Regions from separate parts of the Mus musculus genome. Here region 2 is linked to region 1. The links are chromatin contacts, called in public promoter capture Hi-C maps. All regions are on one chromosome and are shown on one strand. Each heading gives the region's core, a stretch centred on a gene start, on an enhancer-like site or on the middle of the called end of the contact. The rest is flanking DNA. Distances are from core to core; before and after follow the strand shown.

Evidence for each region. Capture Hi-C pulls out chosen DNA fragments and counts their contacts.
Region 2: a promoter capture Hi-C map of adipose tissue shows a contact between it and region 1. The contact joins the promoter of Slc37a2 here to the promoter of Tmem218 in region 1. A contact is called at or near these places in 10 of 39 promoter capture datasets (the C10 cell line, cranial neural crest, embryonic stem cells and 5 more), 4 of 484 Hi-C or Micro-C datasets (CD8 T cells, bone marrow-derived macrophages, natural killer cells and 1 more), 3 of 115 datasets of contacts at active chromatin or transcription factors (CD8 T cells, bone marrow-derived macrophages and embryonic stem cells) and 3 of 9 other capture datasets (adipose tissue, liver and macrophages).

What each region holds. Positions count from the first base shown.
Region 1 is chr9:37,206,166-37,210,343 of GRCm38.p6, reverse strand. Tmem218 (transmembrane protein 218) reads right to left here and starts at 2,121. Exons shown (of 4, transcript NM_025464.3): 1 at 1,939-2,121.
Region 2 is chr9:37,253,067-37,257,220 of GRCm38.p6, reverse strand. It overlaps Slc37a2 (solute carrier family 37 (glycerol-3-phosphate transporter), member 2), which reads left to right and starts at 1,483. Exons shown (of 19, transcript NM_001145960.1): 1 at 1,483-1,922. The coding sequence starts at 1,864. It also overlaps the pseudogene Gm10177.

The DNA of each region.
Region 1 (4,178 bases), core at 872-3,371:
AGGATAAATGACAGCGGGGGCTGGGAACATCAGAAGCATTGATCTTCCATCCCCACGGATGCTGACAGGCTCAGGTGACATCAAGTTACACCTACGGGATGACTCTTAAGTGATAGAACACACAGCTCCAAGCCCTTCATAACCAAACCATTCTTTTGGGGTTCTTTTAGATTTTTTTTTAATTGGTGTGTGTGTGTGTGTGTGTGTGTGTGTGTGTGTGTGTGTCTGTGTGTGTGCCTGTGTGTGTGTGCCTGTGTGATGTTTATGCAGGTGCTTGTGGAGGCCAGAAGAGGACATTAGATTCTGAAACTGAAGTTACAGGGAGCTTTAAGCCTGGACTGAGCCATCTCTCCAGCCCCAGTGACCTTCTGATTCCCCTGCATCTACCTTCCCTTCGATTACAGTGGACCACTCCCTGTTTATGACACTAGGGGTAGAACTCAGGGTCTCACGCATGCTAGGTGTGACTGTGCCATCTGAGCTACAACCCCAAGTCTTGGGAATAGCTAAATTATTTGTTAGTGAGATTTGATTAAAACAAACAAACAAAAATGTCCATTTACTTAAGACACAGAATACCATCCAAGTATTCTCTGAGAGTTGATGCTTAAGCCGACACAATTTTAAGAGTCAATTCGTTAGAAACAAGTAACCTAGAGTAGGAAAAAAACAATTTGTATAAATTTAAACACATTGTGTAGCAGTTGACAAAAGCAAGACAAGGTCAGGTGCTTTGTTGTTTGTTTTTCTCCCTGTGATGGAGACTGTGAGGTTCCTTATAAAGTTCTCCGGACCCTTTTGAATCTATATGTCTTGAATTCTTCCTCCACCTAAGGTTGGTTTGACAGCCCCTTTCACCCAATTTCCAGGGGAAAACAAACAAACAAAGAAACAAACATCCTGCACCCTGGGTTCATTGGATGAAAATCCTGCCCACCACCAGGCTGAGGATCTTTGGTTGTTTTTGGTTTTTGAGACAGGGTTTCTTTGTGTACCCTTGGCTGTCCTGGAACTAGATCAGGTTGGCCTCAAACTCAGAGAACTCTCAGCCTCTGTGATTAAAGGCATGGGCCACCTCTGCAAGACAAGCTGAGAATCTTAAGGGAGAAAACTAATACCTGTCTCAGAGGACAGTTTGCTGTCTGGGGCAGATGGAAATTACAGATAAGGCAGTGTGGTGTAAGGCTGCTGGTGGATGATACCTTGCCCGTACCCCAAATTTCAGGACCAAGTCCTTGAACGCAATAGAAATGGTAGGTTACTGGACAGGATTGCCTTTCTGGAGATATCTTTTTTTCCCGGGTAAAGCTTTGTACACTTGGCTAGCCTCGAACTCACAAAGATTTGACTGCCTGTGCCTCCAGCCTGCTGGGACTAAAGATTAACGCCACTACTACGCCCAGCTCTCTTTTTAACTTTTTTTTTTTTTAATTGCTTATTCCAAACCTTCAAAAATAGTTAGAATGGCCTGATGTGGTAGTACACATCTGTCATCCTAGCATTCAAAAGGCTGGGTGGGGCAAGAGGACCGACCATAAGTTTGAGGCCTGCCGGGGATATTGAGCAAGGCCTATCCCCAAAATCAACAAACTGGAGGAGTGAGAGCCTACACTTTTTTTTTTTTTCCTACTTTAGAAACTTCAGCCTCGTTTGGGTTTTAAAACATTAGGCTAATGCCTCCTAATCTTTGTTGGTTAATCACATGCACCTCTGGGCAAAATCAAATGTCACGACCCCTAAAGACCAGGTGACACCTGACTGACAGAAAGAGGGTGCTTCAGCGTCCTGCCCTTTTTACTGGGCAGGCAGCGATTCAGTCTGCAGGGTTCACCACACATCAGCTCCCAGCACCGCAGCTGGGAACACTGGGGACTGAGCAGTAATCCCAGGCCTGCGGCCAGGATGACCTTCGGTGGCCCGCGCGCCTCCCGCCCTCACCTTCCAGGCGTCTGGGGCCAGCCTCCGGTCCTCACCCGGCTCTCAGGTTCCTCACCAGGACTCACCCCTCGCTCTCTGTCCCCTTCATCCAGGCTTTGGTCTACTTTGGACGAATCACAAGTAGGGGCTCATTTAAGAAATTTAAGATGGACCAATCAAAGCCGCCCTTTCAGCACTTAAGGGCGTCCTCAATAGCTGACGTTGGCTGTGGCTCCAGGCAACGCAAAGCGTGGTGGGTGGGTGGTGTGTACGTCAGTCTCCTTTACGTCCTCCCATTGGTCTATATGTACTGTCCTCAGTTTCAATTGGATAGCAATGCTTGTCAATCACACCTTGGTAAGGATTAAACCCTTGGACAACAACGGGAAGACCGTTTAATAGCTTCTTGCTTTCGCGATTGAGATTGCTCCGACCGATCACAGAGAGCTGTTCCGCGGTCTAGACACCAATTCCTGCCCCGCTATCTATCTGATGACCAGTCCGCAGGAGCCTGGGATTGTGGGGACAATCAAATCGGCTTGGCATTTCAGGATCCCTAGAATCCCTCCTGAATTGAATGCAGATCACTAGTTAAAATAACAACACATTCTCCTTACTGGGCCTTATTTTATTGGTAGTTTTTCTTCCTTTAGGTTTTGACATGTACCGACAAGGCAAGGATCAATGAAACCAAGAGACAGACTTGGGAAGAGGCCCGAGGTCACATAAACCCTTTTCCCTTCTTGCCACCCTATACTGGCAGCTGGTCCACATGTGTGGAAGAGTGTTCTTCCCTAACTGCTACCCAGAATGTGTCAAGATTTTGTATGCAGGCTATAGGGTGTCTGATCAAAAGATCAGGCCAGTGAATGGAAACCGGTCAAAGTTTGCATCCTTCGTCGTGCAAGCGTGAAGGGAAAACAAAAGCAATATAAGATTTGTGAACTGCGGTCCTGGAAGCTGTGTCCTTAGACAAAATTGGGCCTGGATGTATTCTATCTGCCTGCTCGACTGCCTGCCTGTCTCTGTGTCTGTCTCTCCCTCTCTCCCTCTCTCCCTCTACTTCTTTCTCTCGTCCCGTCCCTTCTCTCCAGATTCTCACTATGTAACCCTGGCTGTCCTGGAACTCATTATGTCAACCAGGCTGGCCTCGAACTCACAGATGTGTCTGCCTCTGCCTTCCTAGTACTGGTATTGAAGGCATGAGTCACTAGCCTGGCTTTCAGTGCACTCTTTTTCTGAATTATGAATGAAGTGGAGGCTGATTCAGTTTTCTTGACTGTAGAGACCTATAGGTCCTTACCTCTTTAACGACTGAACGTTAGCTGCCTTATTGAGGAGCTATGCTATTGTTACTGTAACTATGTACTATTAGAAACTGAGAGGATACACAAGAAATAAAATGTTACTCTTGTCTTAATGAGTTTTACATAGTTTTGTAATGGCAGGTCAAGGACACAAGGTGTAGATCTAATTTATAGTTAGTTACTCCAGAGGATAGCACACATGAGAACACTTGGATGTTTAAACTTTTATTTCCTGTGTATGCATGTTCTGCCTACATGCTGCATGTGTACCACCTGCATGCACATATCCCTAAAGGTAAGAAGAGGTTGTGCCAGTTTCCATCCCTTTCCAGCAGTCTGTCTAACTATGAACCCATCTAAGGTAATTAACTCACTGATGAGGCCTCAGGATGCAGTCACTCTTAAGCTCATCAGAGCCAGCCTTTGACATCCAAGCCATAACAAACTTTGTTAGACAGTTTTTTTTTCTCTCCCAAGCAAACAAAAGCAAAAGCAACTCGGAGTAATGTTTAGTTGTCTTTCTCAAATGTGTAAAATCATTTGTTCTTGATAGAGGCGGGGGGGGGGGGGCAAAATAAGCCATTAGGTGTTTTAAGTTAATACAAACTATGATCTCATGGGGACATTTGAAGTTTGCCTGTATGTTTTTTAGTTATCAAAGTGTTCTCTGGTCAGGTGTGGGGAACACCCGTGTTCCTCAAATTTAGGAAGTTGATGCAGGAGGATCACCATAAATTCAAGGCTGGCTTAGGTTATGCTATATGGCATTTTCAACCTATGAGTTGTGATTCCTTTCAGGGTCGAACAGCCCTTTCACAGGGGTCACCTAAGACCATGGGAAAACACAGATATTTACATTATGATTCATATCAGCAAAATTGCAGTTATGAAGTACCAACAAAAAATAATTTCATGGTTGGGGGTCACCATAGCATGAGCAATTGTATTAAAGAG
Region 2 (4,154 bases), core at 234-2,733, 48 kb before region 1:
GGCAATAGTCTCTCCATTCTTCCACTGATGTCTACTTACTGAATAACCTCGCATGGCTGCAGCTTCCTTGGTTCATTTGTATGGCAACCAGATCCTTCTCTTAGTCCTCTAGAAATCAGTAGCTGCCATTCTGAGGATGCCAGCTCACTCTGTGTGTCTTCTGTTTAATCAGGAGTGTTTGCCACCTGGGTTTGAAGTGCCCAGGGCAGATGAGAGCTTAAAGTCATGTTACCTATTTTGATACCCATGTATGCCCCACTTCACTAAATGGTAAAAAAGGGATGTGGAGTTTATTTATTTAGTGTGTGTATGTATGTCTATTTTATTTGGTACATTTGCCTGTGTATGCACATATGATGGCCAGAATAGGACCCTGAGTGTCTTCTGTCATTCTCCATTATTGTCTTACAACAGGGTTTCTTACTGAATAACAGACACTCGGTTTGGGGGGCTGGCTGGCTGGCCAGTGAGGCTTTCAAGCTCTACTTGTCTTCCTCTCCTAGTGCTGAGGTCAGTGGCCTGGGCAGCCATGCCTGCTTTTTTATGTGCATGCTGGAGATTCAAACTCCGGTTCTCATGCTTGCACAGGAAGTGCTCTTACTGAGCCATCTCCCTAGACCCTGTACTTAGGGATTTCACTGAATTGTACTACATGATACTCTTGGTTTCCAGCATTTTACACGACATGGCATTTGTGCCTCCTGCCTATTGCCTTCTCCTTCCTCTAATCCTTTACCCCTGCCCTTGACTTGTTGCCTTTATTTCTGGCACTAGACCCATACTCCCAACTGCTGGTATTATCCAAGGGTTTTATAACTCTGCTTACCCTTTTTCTGCTTGATACCAGGGCTGACAAGCCAAGCCCATTATCCTGAGTCCACTGTTTGGTGGAGTTGTTACTGCACCTCCTTGACCTTGCTCTGAATACTGGACACTCCTAAGAGTTAGGAGTGGGTGGGGTAAGGGCTAAACCCATTCCTATTTTATGTACTATTAAAAAGTTTACTTTTGAGGCGAATACTTTCCCTTTCCACCCTCAGTATTTTGCCCTTGGTTTCGTACACAAGAATCTCGTCGCAGCTTCTTTTTATAGGTGGAAATTTACTCTGAATCTTTAAGCTAGAGGCAGTCATTTTTATGAGCACGGAAGACCCTTGTAGCTCTTCACTGCCACCTGGCTGCGTGCCTGGAAAGTGGAGATTGGAGTATTGGCAACATAGTTAGTTACTGGCTAGTGGAGCTTTAGGAAAGCTCCAGCAGACTCAGTGAACTCAGATTCGTCTGAGCAAGCAGAACCAGAACCTGAGAGGTGGGTTTGGGGATCATTTTCCTCCCTGAGACACTTCCAGGGCTCCCAAAGAGAGCCCGCAGATCATGAGTCAGCGCGGTGGTCCCACTGCGTTCACTTACACAGAGCACCGGATTTGCTTTGTGTCAGGGCACAGAACTGCTCAAGACAGGTAGCACTGCAGGAAACCCAACGTCACACAGAGTTGATGACTTGTAGGACTGCTGTTTTCAGTTCCCCATCCCCTCGTGGGTAGTGAAATGGAAAAGCCCAGACAAGAAAGAGGAGCCCCAGGAAACTCAAGACTGCTGGTTTCTGACTAGGAGAGAAAGTTCGAGAAAACAGATGGCAGTACATAGAAAACAGTGGCTAGTGAGCACAGAGGGATAGCTAGGACTTGCACTCGGCGCGACCTAGAGGGCAGGCCGGTCATGTTCAAGGGGCGGAGGCTCTGGCCATGGGCCTGCCTGGGGCGGGCCAGTCGGCGGGGCATTTAAATCGCTGCCGCCGCTGGCCGGGACGCGCGCCGGCTCTGCACCCTCCATAGTCTCAGCTTCGAGTGCCGGCGCCTCAAGATGCGGTCCTCCCTGGCTCCTGGTGTCTGGTTCCTTCGCGCCTTCTCTAGGGACAGCTGGTGAGCAGGGCTGGGGAGGGAGGCTGCCAAGACGCGCAGAGACTTGCTCGGGCGGCGGATGTTTCTGCTTGTCCCTGGAGTGGGGGATGGGGTTCTAGTTCTATCTGGCAGGGCTCCTTCGGTGGCGCAGGCGTGGAAGTTTAGTAACACAGAACTATTAATTCCACATTAGCCCAGACTTCTGTCTAACCCCGGTGAAGAACAAACAGGGTGCCTAGGAGTCTTCATCCTTTTTGGTTTGCCACCCCGTATCTGCAAACACAAGCGCACAAGCGGGTACCTGTGGAGTGCCTCCAAGTCTTATCTGTGTATTTGGAGGATCCGGATTTGCCTTTGAGGAACCCAGGCCAAGAACTGGTAGAATATAAATGGAGCCAGAGAGCTTAAGGCCCCTATTGATTAGATTAGTTAACAAGCCAGAAATCACTGGTTCTATTAAGCCTGTCTGACCCTTCCAGTCTCAGGGATACCTAGCTAGGGCAAGATCTCTGGGATCAGAGCTGCAGCTGCTCCAACACTGGGTGGTCACCCTTAAAAGCATGAGCTGGCATTGACAGCAGCTGCTCCCAGGACCACAAGGTCACCCTTGTGCTGGGAGAAGAGGTTTTAGCCAATCTCCATTGAGCTTTTGGAGCAGTGTACTTGGTCTGCAAGAGGTGGGGAAGGAAGAGTGTTAAAACATTTTGTTAGTTACCGTCATTTATAAACTATAAAACTTAACAAAATAGCCAGTTGCTGGCTTCTAAAAAAAACAAAACAAAAACAAAACAGATGACACAGCAATCTCAAATCTAAATTCTCAAACTAAACTAAGGGTCAGATTGGGCAGATACTTAGTCATCAATTTGGCCTGGTTTTAAAATAAGTCATTTTGTTTCAAGGTCTCTCAGGCTAATAATCATCTAAAACATTCTTTAGATGGTTTATGTGGTCCTTTCTACATTTGGAACTATTAAACAGTTTTATGTTTTCAGAAAGAGAGAAAATGTCTCTCAAAAGGAGATGAACACGAGAGTGAGAGCGTGTACTGCCCTCATAATGAAGGAGCTAGAAGATGTCATAATTGGGTAGAAAGAGAATTCAAGGGGAGGGGAGAGTTGCCGTAAGGTGGATGTGGATGGTAGCGATGGGCGCACAGTACACTTGCTGTCCCTGACTTTAGCTGCCCTGACTTTACATTTAAAGGTGGTTGAGATGATAAGGTTTTGTGCTATGTATATTTTACCACAATTTTAAAAAGCATAATATAAATAAGCTCATTTATACATTAAGACTCTTGAAGCTGTCTCACTAGTGGACATATTTTATATGACTTATCAATTAGCTGCAACTTCAGAGACTAAAATTGCTCAATGTCAAGAAAAACTAAAATCAGGATAAATGACAGACTAGAGTCAGATAATCTGGAAAGTTTTCTCTCTGTAAAACATCCTTTTCTTTGTAGACTCCATTTCAGGTTTGTTTTTTTTTAATCTCTAAGAAAAAATTTTGATCACACAATAAAGTGGGTCTCCTTAGATCTAATCTCATGGTTTACTTATGTACAGCAAAAACATTAATTAACCAAATAGGTCATGATCAGTGCTCTTGGGAGTTTTCATAAGGAATCTTTTTAAGAAAAATTTAAGGTGTGTGTCCGTCCCCGTCCTTTGGCAGTGGTGGTGCATGTGTGTCTCTGTGAGGCCAGAAGTCAACCTCAGATGTCTGCCTTCAGCAGCCATCCATCTTAGTTTTTGAGACAGAGTTTCTTACTGGGACCCGGAACTTACCAGCGAGTTCCACGGAGCTTTAAGTAGCTCCAGCCTGTCTCTGCCTTCCCAGGCCTGGGGGCACAGATGCAGCCGCCACCTTGTCAGGCCTTAAGGTGGGCGCTGAGGATGATGCTCAGCTTGTGCAGCAAGTGCTCTGCCGACTGAGCTTGCCCCATTCTTTCTTTTTTTTTTTTTTTTTTTTTTTTTCTGTTATGGAAAAAGTGTTTATTTTGAAATTATTTTAATTGAGAAGTAGAAAACCTCATAGGAAGGAGGAAGAAACAAAACACCACACAGCATTCAGGCAACGCTTTACTTCATGCCCTTTCCCCCGCTCTGGCTCACTCGTCCCATGATGAGAAGGACTCAGCCACCCACAATAATGTTATTAATGGGTATATGGATCAGTTTCACGAAGAAGCCAATGAATCCCATGATAGCAAATCCTATAGCTGTAGCCATGGCAATCTTCTGGAATTCT